Linked DNA regions of Capsicum annuum: region 2 is linked to region 1. The links are chromatin contacts, called in public Hi-C maps. All regions are on one chromosome and are shown on one strand. Each heading gives the region's core, a stretch centred on a gene start, on an enhancer-like site or on the middle of the called end of the contact. The rest is flanking DNA. Distances are from core to core; before and after follow the strand shown.

What was found. Hi-C and Micro-C count contacts between places; a contact is called where the count stands out from the background.
Region 2: a Hi-C map of leaf shows a contact between it and region 1, with 4 times the contacts expected there. The contact joins the promoter of LOC107871119 here to the promoter of LOC107871118 in region 1. A contact is called at or near these places in 5 of 5 Hi-C or Micro-C datasets (bud, leaf, pericarp and 1 more).

What each region holds. Positions count from the first base shown.
Region 1 is chr5:204,011,134-204,015,252 of UCD10Xv1.1, reverse strand. It overlaps LOC107871118 (probable methyltransferase PMT23), which reads left to right and starts at 2,358. Exons shown (of 8, transcript XM_016717919.2): 1 at 2,358-3,233. The coding sequence starts at 2,361.
Region 2 is chr5:204,211,679-204,215,797 of UCD10Xv1.1, reverse strand. It overlaps LOC107871119 (probable apyrase 7), which reads right to left and starts at 2,309. Exons shown (of 4, transcript XR_007055519.1): 1 at 2,161-2,309.

The sequences.
Region 1 (4,119 bases), core at 1,109-3,608:
ATGGTAAGACGGTCAAAAGATTGTTATACTTTTATTTAAAAAGATTGTGGTAAATTTCATCTGCTACCAGTTAATAATATAAATTTACAATCTTTCTTATTAGGCAAAATAACATTTCTGGACCCCTGTACTATGTCGATTTTGTAAGTTGGACACTTCTACTTACATGTTTGTCATCAGAACCCCTGAATCTACTAAAAAGCAACATTTTAAATACTTTTTCGGTGAGTGTAACACACTCTCGCCACGTCCGCTTCCACGTCAATTTTTAAATATAAAAAATATTAAATATTTAAAATAAATAAAAAAATTAAAAAAAAAAAAAAAAAACAATCCATCCCCCCCTCCCCCCTTTTCCTTTTTTCCCTCTCTTCCCCCTTTTCTTTCTCTTTCCCCGATTCTTATTCTCCCCCTCTCTCTCTTTCTTTTGCTTCTTCTTCTACTCTCTCTCTTCTCCTTCTTCTTTTCTTTGTAAACTCCAATTAATATATTTTACTTCCAATGAATCAAAAAAAGCAGTTAAAATTGTTAGATTTTATTAAAAAAAAAAAAGGTCATATGAATTCAAGATCCATTGATTGTGTTTAGTTATTTGATGTGAAATTTTAAATTTTTTGGTTAGCAGGTGATTCCATGGTAAAATTGAAATGCAATTGAAATTTAATTTTTTTTTTTTGAATTAATTTCATGGTGTTTGATTTGAATTAATTCCATGATGTCTTGATCAAATCTTACCCAAAAACTGAAATTTAACACAAAAATAGACCAAAGCTGCTAATGAACTTAGAGGAGAAAAATTTTTGTAATGAAATGTTATAATGGGGTTTTATAATGCTGGGGTTCTTGATGGGATTTTGTAATGTTGATGGCTGGAGTAGGGTGGGGGAGTAACGAAATGTTGGTGTGATGGTGATTGTGTTACTTGGGGGAGGGTGAAAGACGGGGTGGAGGAATGAGGAAAGGGTGAAAGATGAGAAAAGGGTTGGGGATGGGGAAGGTGCTAGATGAGGAACGGAAATGATGGTGGACTGATGGAAGGGGTGAAGAACGGTGGTGACTAAGGGATGGGGTGGGGGACGATGGTGACTGGTGGATGGGGTGGGGATGGTGGTGACCGGTGGATGGGGTGGGGGACGATGGGGGAGGGGGTGGGGTGATGGATGGGGTGGGGACGATAGGGGAGGGGGTGGGGTGATGGATTGGGTGGAGGGTGAGGGTGGGGGTAGGGGAGGGTCTTTTTTTATTTTAAAAAAATATATTTTTTAGTTTTTAAAATATTTTTAAATTTAAAAAGCTAAAAAAATATTGAATATTTAAAAAATATTATTTTTAAAATTTTTAAAACTATTTTTAAATTTAAAAAGCTGAAAAAAGTTGAGTGGGGTGGAGGGGCTGGGGTGGGGTGAGGGAGTGGCTGGACTGGGAAGGGGGTGGGGGGTATATTTTATTTTAAAATTTATTATTTTAAAATTTTTAAAAATATTTTTAAATTAAAAAATTGAAAAAAAAATTAATTCTTTTTTATTTTTTTAATTATTTTAATATAAAATTGGCAAAAAAATTAATCCCCACTCGCACCCCAGACGATTGTAATCACTCTCCTCGTCCTAGTCAACATTTTAATGCCATATAGGCAAAATCAACGGTCAAAGGATTTAAAATATAGCTTTTTAGTGGGTTTAGGGGTCCAGATGACAAACATGTAAGTAAAAGTATACAACTTACAAAACCAACATAGTATAAGGGTCCAAAAGATCATTTTACCTTCTTATTACAATGAAATATCATATTAGTCTAATGATTAATACTTCCTCCGTTTAAAAAACAATGACCTATTTTTTTTTTAGTCCGATTTAAAAAGAATGATCCTTTTTTTTAGCAACTTTTTTATTTCAATTTTCCACATAACATGTTTAAGACCACAAGATTGAAAGGTATTTTGATACATTTCACATATCTTTAATTTAACACTATAAGATTCAAAAGTCTTCTTTATTTTCTTAAACTTTATACAAAGTCAAATTAGATTATTCTTTTTTGAAACACTGAGAGTATGAAACTATTGGATTGAGTATTTATGTTTATTCTTAAACAAAAAATAGAAGACCACCGTCCACCTTAGATTATCTAAAACATATACAAAAAACACAAAAAAAAAAAAATATCGGCAAACGAGATCGATATATAAAAGAGTTCTAGTGTATTTTGATTATATAGTCGAACCACTAGATTATAAAATTTACTATCACGAATATGTGTATAATTTGCACAAATAAAATTCCAAATTAATAATTCTAATCAAAAATAAAATAAACTAAATCCTATAATTAATCCCAAATTAATTATCACTCTATCTTTGTATGGTTATACCAAACCACATTAGATTCTCTTGTCCGCATATAATTCCACCCCACACACACCCTCTTAACTACATTTCAAAGAACATAACTCTGATCTTTCTTTCTTTTTTTTTGTTTTTGACTTGGAACAATCATTTGCCACCTCTCTGTTTCTCTAAATCCCTCAGATCTCACTGCAAAAGAAGAAGAAAAAAAAACAAGAAAACAAGAATGGCTATAACATCATCAATGAAGAACCTCTTGAAAATCCCATTCTTATTCTCCTTCTTCCTTATACTACTCTTCGTTACATTCATCCTCATTAACAACTCACAAAAATCCCCTGTTTTTTCCACCACCGACATTTCTCAGCACGTTTCTACAACATCTCATGATGATCACATATCGAACAATAAGAAGAATGATGAGGTGGGTGTTGAGAATCTTGATGGGAAAATGCGTCAGCAAAATGATTTAGAATCGAATAACACGAAGAATGATGAGGTGGGTGTTGAGAATCTTGATGAGAAAATGCCTCAGAAAAATGATTTAGAATCGAATGGCACGAAGAATGACGAGGTGGGTGTTGAGAATCTTGATGAGAAAATGTCTCACCAAGATTCTGCAACCCCATTTGTTCCCGTAGGTGTTAATTCAACGACAAAGTCGAATGATGAGTTGGGTGTTGAGAATCTTTATTGGAAGTTGTGTAAGGGTGTAGTTGCAGTTGATTATATACCTTGTCTTGATAATTACGAAGCTATAAAGGCGTTGAAATCGAGGAGGCATATGGAGCATAGAGAGAGGCATTGTCCTAAACCAAGTCCAAGGTGTTTGATTCCATTGCCTGATGGGTATAAAGTTCCAGTTCCATGGCCTAAGAGTAGGGATATGGTGAGATTGATAGGTTCTTTTGGTGGTAAGATTTGTTTTTATTATTTTGTTTTTAACTGTGGCATGGTTTCATGTTTCTTGTTTCTTGATTTGATAACTTTAATAGCAATTATTTGTTTCGGTGTCTATGCTTGTGGGAGGTAACAGGTATCCTGTGTCATTAGTTGAGCTGCACGCAAGCTTGCGTGGACACTAATGTTATTAGAAAAAGCAATTGTTAGCTCCTGTGTCATTAGTTGAGCTGCACGCAAGCTTGCGTGGACACTAATGTTATTAGAAAAAGCAATTGTTAGCTCGGTGGAAGCTAGAACTTAAAGTGGTTATAACTGTTAGATTTTACTGGTTATTCTTCTCGATATCTGTTTGTGGGAGGTAGCAGGTATCCTACGTCATTAGTTGAGCTGCGCAAGCTGACCTGGACACTAATGTTATATGAAAAAACAATTTTTAGTTCAATGGAAGCTGTATCTTATAGTGGTTATTTTCAAAAATACAAAATACTAGCTAAATACAGTAAGAATATCAAAGAACTAAGCAATTGGTAGCATTCATTTAGAGAGAGAATAATTGCAATTCTCATTGATTCATATTTTCTTAGCTTACAATGAAAGCAAATGGGAGTATTTATAGACTCCAAGTCTCAACTCACTATCACTCAACATGTGCACAACATGTGTTTGTTATAACTAACTCTAACCAACCCCTCACTCCTTTTAGCTTTATTTTCTTTAGCTAGATATTTCCAACACACCCCCTCAAGCTGGAGGGTGAAAGATATCGAGAACTCCCATCTTGGACAACAAAAAATGATGTTGTGATGCTCCTAGAGCCTTTGTAAGCATATCTGCCAGTTGGAATTTAGTAGAGAGGTACACTGGCTGAATTA
Region 2 (4,119 bases), core at 1,060-3,559, 200 kb before region 1:
ACCAAAGAGGAGCTAAAACCATAGATTTCCAGTGACGACAGCTATAACATTCAATCTACATTATGGCTTTAGTAATTTAGTAATGTACCCAATGGAGCTTATCATGTGTGATGCAACTCAACTAAAGATGAGATGAGCCAAAAACGATCAGTGATTATAGAAGTACATGCTCAGTATGTAGTATATGCACCAAATCACTGACACAGTATTTTTATGGATATTCCAGAAGCTCAGAAATCAGTCATATCTATGGTCTATGGATGTCCCTTGCTTAGCTCTACCTATGTGAGCTTTGCATCGCCAGCCGCATGTCCAAATAAAGGGGAACAGTGGTGGTTAATTAATAACTAATGAACCAATAACCATAACATTATAAATTTTCCAAAAATAAAATTCTTTTGCACCCTAATTGTGAGGAATAGATATAGAGGGGGCTTTATATACCCAACCCCAAGTAGTATGCGACCGAGACTTGGACAATTGAAACATCTGCTATCTTCATTCATCCTAGAGTTTTACACTAAAAATACAAATACTTTACCTATACGGAGTTATAAGATAATAAGCATGCCACAACTGATAGATCAAATAAATCGAACATAAAAATACCACTCATCACGTCAGTCGCAGGCTTCTTCCAGCATATACAAGTTAAAAGCACATTTACATCATTATTCAAATTCGTTCATTCCGATCACCCCCCCCCCCACACACACACACCCCCACCCCCAAATCCAAATGTAATTCACATTCTTTTCACCAACCTCCTGAGGCTAAAACTTACAAGAGTTTCCAACACGTCCATCCATCAAAAGTAGCAGCAAAATCATACTCAAAAGAACGGAAAATCTAATCAGCACATTCAATTTTCAGTGCGGTTACAGATATTGGTTTGTTACTCTGTTCAAAATAAATCCTATACATTTTCATATCACATTAAAATAGGATAATCACATTCTTTTTGCTGAGGAAAAACTCGAAGAGTTCTCAACACGTCAATCAGCGCATTCAATTTTCAGCGTGAATTTGTTATGGGTCTCTTGATCTGTTCGGAATAAAATGTACACATTCATATACTACCTGAAAGTACGATAGTCACAATTCTTTTGTACTAACTAGATCTTCCGTAACAATGAACAACTAAAATTTCAATCAACACATTCAATTTTCAGCACGAATCTGAATATTAGTTTCTTCTAATACATTTATTTGTACACAAACATTAAAGAAGGATAATCACAATTTTTTGCAGTTAAAATACCACTATTATTAGTTGCAAAAAAATCAGCATTCAATAACTAAATCTTCCCTAACAATGAACAATTTAAAATGCAAACAGCACACTAAATTTTCAGTGTGAATCCAGATATTAACTCCTCAAACTGTTCGAAATAAAACGTATACATTTATGAGTTTAAGTTTTGCGAACCGTCAGTGTACAAAATATTCTATACTACCAGGTAAACTAGACTTGCTATTACAAATTACCCAATTTTTTCTTTTTCAATTTTTACGTAAAAAATTGTATAACTTGTACTGTAGAATATTTTATACACTGATGATGCACAAAACTTAAATTCTAACTAAATCTTCCGTAACAATGAACAACTGCAATTTCAATCACCACATTATATTATACTAATTTCTTAAACATTTATCTACTGCCTAAAAGTAGGATAATCACAACTTTTTGTAGTTAAAATTCAGCATTAAATAACTACATCTTCCTCAACAATGAACAACTACGACTATTATACTTTCTTATACATTTATATATTAATAAGCAATCACCAAAATTTTTTAAAAAAAAAATCAAATGTAGTTTAAAAAAAATCAATTTTTATTACAAAAAATTCAGCATTAAATAACTAGATCTTCCTCAACACCGAACAACTAAAATCACAAAATTTAACAAAATTTAAAAGTTACAAATCCTGCAATTAAATCAAAACAGCATATAATGTAAATATAAATTCGTAAAAATGCAAATGAAAATGAGTAAAATTTACTTACGGATCGGTGAAGGGGAACAAAAAACATTGTCGGTGCAGTAAAAAAATTAGTGTGAATCGTTTGGTTGTGGCGTTTAGATCGTTAAGAATGAAGGAGATCTGAAAGGAGATTTGTGAAGAATATAAGAACAAACAAACAGAGTCTTACGCGTTTGAATCACTCTTCTTACTTCTTCTTCTTAACCTCTTCTAAACCTTTTTTTTATTTTTCCTCAAAAAATTTCTTGAATAAAAAAAAGGTTGAATTTGCATTTATATTATTAGGGAAAATTTTTTTATCACTTCTGCCTTATAATATGATTTTAGTCTAATATTAGATTCTTTTTAGGGGGGAAAATTTGTTTTTAGTAGGAGAAATGATATTCTAACCTTTTATAATCTTCTTAAAAAATTTAATTTTTTTATACTTTCTTTGTTCGTTTTAACTTATCAAAAAATTTCTAATAATATTTATACTTTTAGTTGTCATTTCTGACATATCAAGAAAATATAATTTCTTTTTTTTAATTTTATCCTTAGTATTAATTATTTTTTTCAAATTAAATTTAATACACAATGTAAACATCATTTAAAAGAAATATTATGGTAAAATAATCATGTTATTAATTGTTTTTTAATAGATATGTCAAATCAAATTGTGACAAGTGAAAGCGAGAAAGTAAGAAATTTTGATTTTAACACTTATGAGAGTGGAAATATTATTTTCTTCTATTCATATTATATAAGATTGTAAGAGATCTTATTTTCTTGTTTTCTTTAGTCATTGATCCCTAATTAAGTTTACATTAGATTAATTTTAAATTGTAATTAAATATGAAAGATAAATTAACATTGAAAAATCATAAATAACTCATAGGTAGGTAACTAAACTTTTTACTAGAATTCAATTCTCATCTTATAATCTCCTTCCCTTTTTTCCTTCTTCTCCGATCCTCATTTACAACTTTTTTACACTATAAATTTGAACAAGTATCATCCATCCATTTCGCACAAGAACTTTATTAATGGCAAAGAACAAAAGTGTAATTTGCTAATAATAAAGATGTTGAAAGACAAAAAATAATGAAAGATACAAATTAAGTAAATTTGATACTGCAAGAACCAATTTCAACATTTTTTTTAATACGCATATAATCTCTCTCAAATTTTTTGCGTAAATTTTTTTCTAAGAGTTAAGCGATAATATAACAAATTTGAATTCTTCACTACACTAATAAAAATTGAAACACCATTACAATTTTAGAATAGTAGATGCTACACTCATTATTGAATTACATGTAATTAAAGGATAGAGGTAATCAATAATAACGGAATGAGAAATTTAGACTCTGAAAATCAAAATGAGAGAAATTAGACTCTTCTCTCAATAATATTATAATTTTAAACACTACAAACAATGATTTCTTTATGTGTAAACAACATAAATCCCCTAGTTAATGAAAGTAATTACACAAAATCTCATCTTGTTTTTTCTCTTCCGAATTTTGACAAATATACTCATACATTCGCCTAACTATTATACATTGGCGAATGTATGATGAAACATCCATTCCTAAATTTAAGGTGATTGAAATCATTAATTGTTTTACTTTTCCTTAATTAACGACAATAATTAGCTAACTAACTTTTTTGACCTCTGAAATCTGAAATCTGAAATCTTCCAAAAAATAGAATCATCCAATTGATTTTTATCTTTCTCTCTCACTATTTTCTCCCATAGTTTCAGATACTTTTCTTGCTTTCCCTTTTTTTTTTCTCTTTTTTTCTCATTTTATTTTTTGCACTCTCTTTTATCTATCTCCCACCGATAGGAGCTTAGTTGTAAATTCTTTTGATATATCATGGGCAATTTATTGTAAATATTACAACTGAAATGGGTATTATCAGAATCGGTTGATTCAGAGTCCTTTTTTTGGACTTAATAATTGTAATTTCTTGATTTTTTTTTTTTGTGGATGATATGAATGTGAATTGCAAAATTGTTGATTGCTTGATCACTGTGATGTTCTTTAGCTGATAACTTTTTGTTTTATTTTTTTATTTTTTTTTGGTTTAGCTATGTCTTTAACACTGTTCTATGAGAATTTCCTTTGCTTCTTATTAAAGA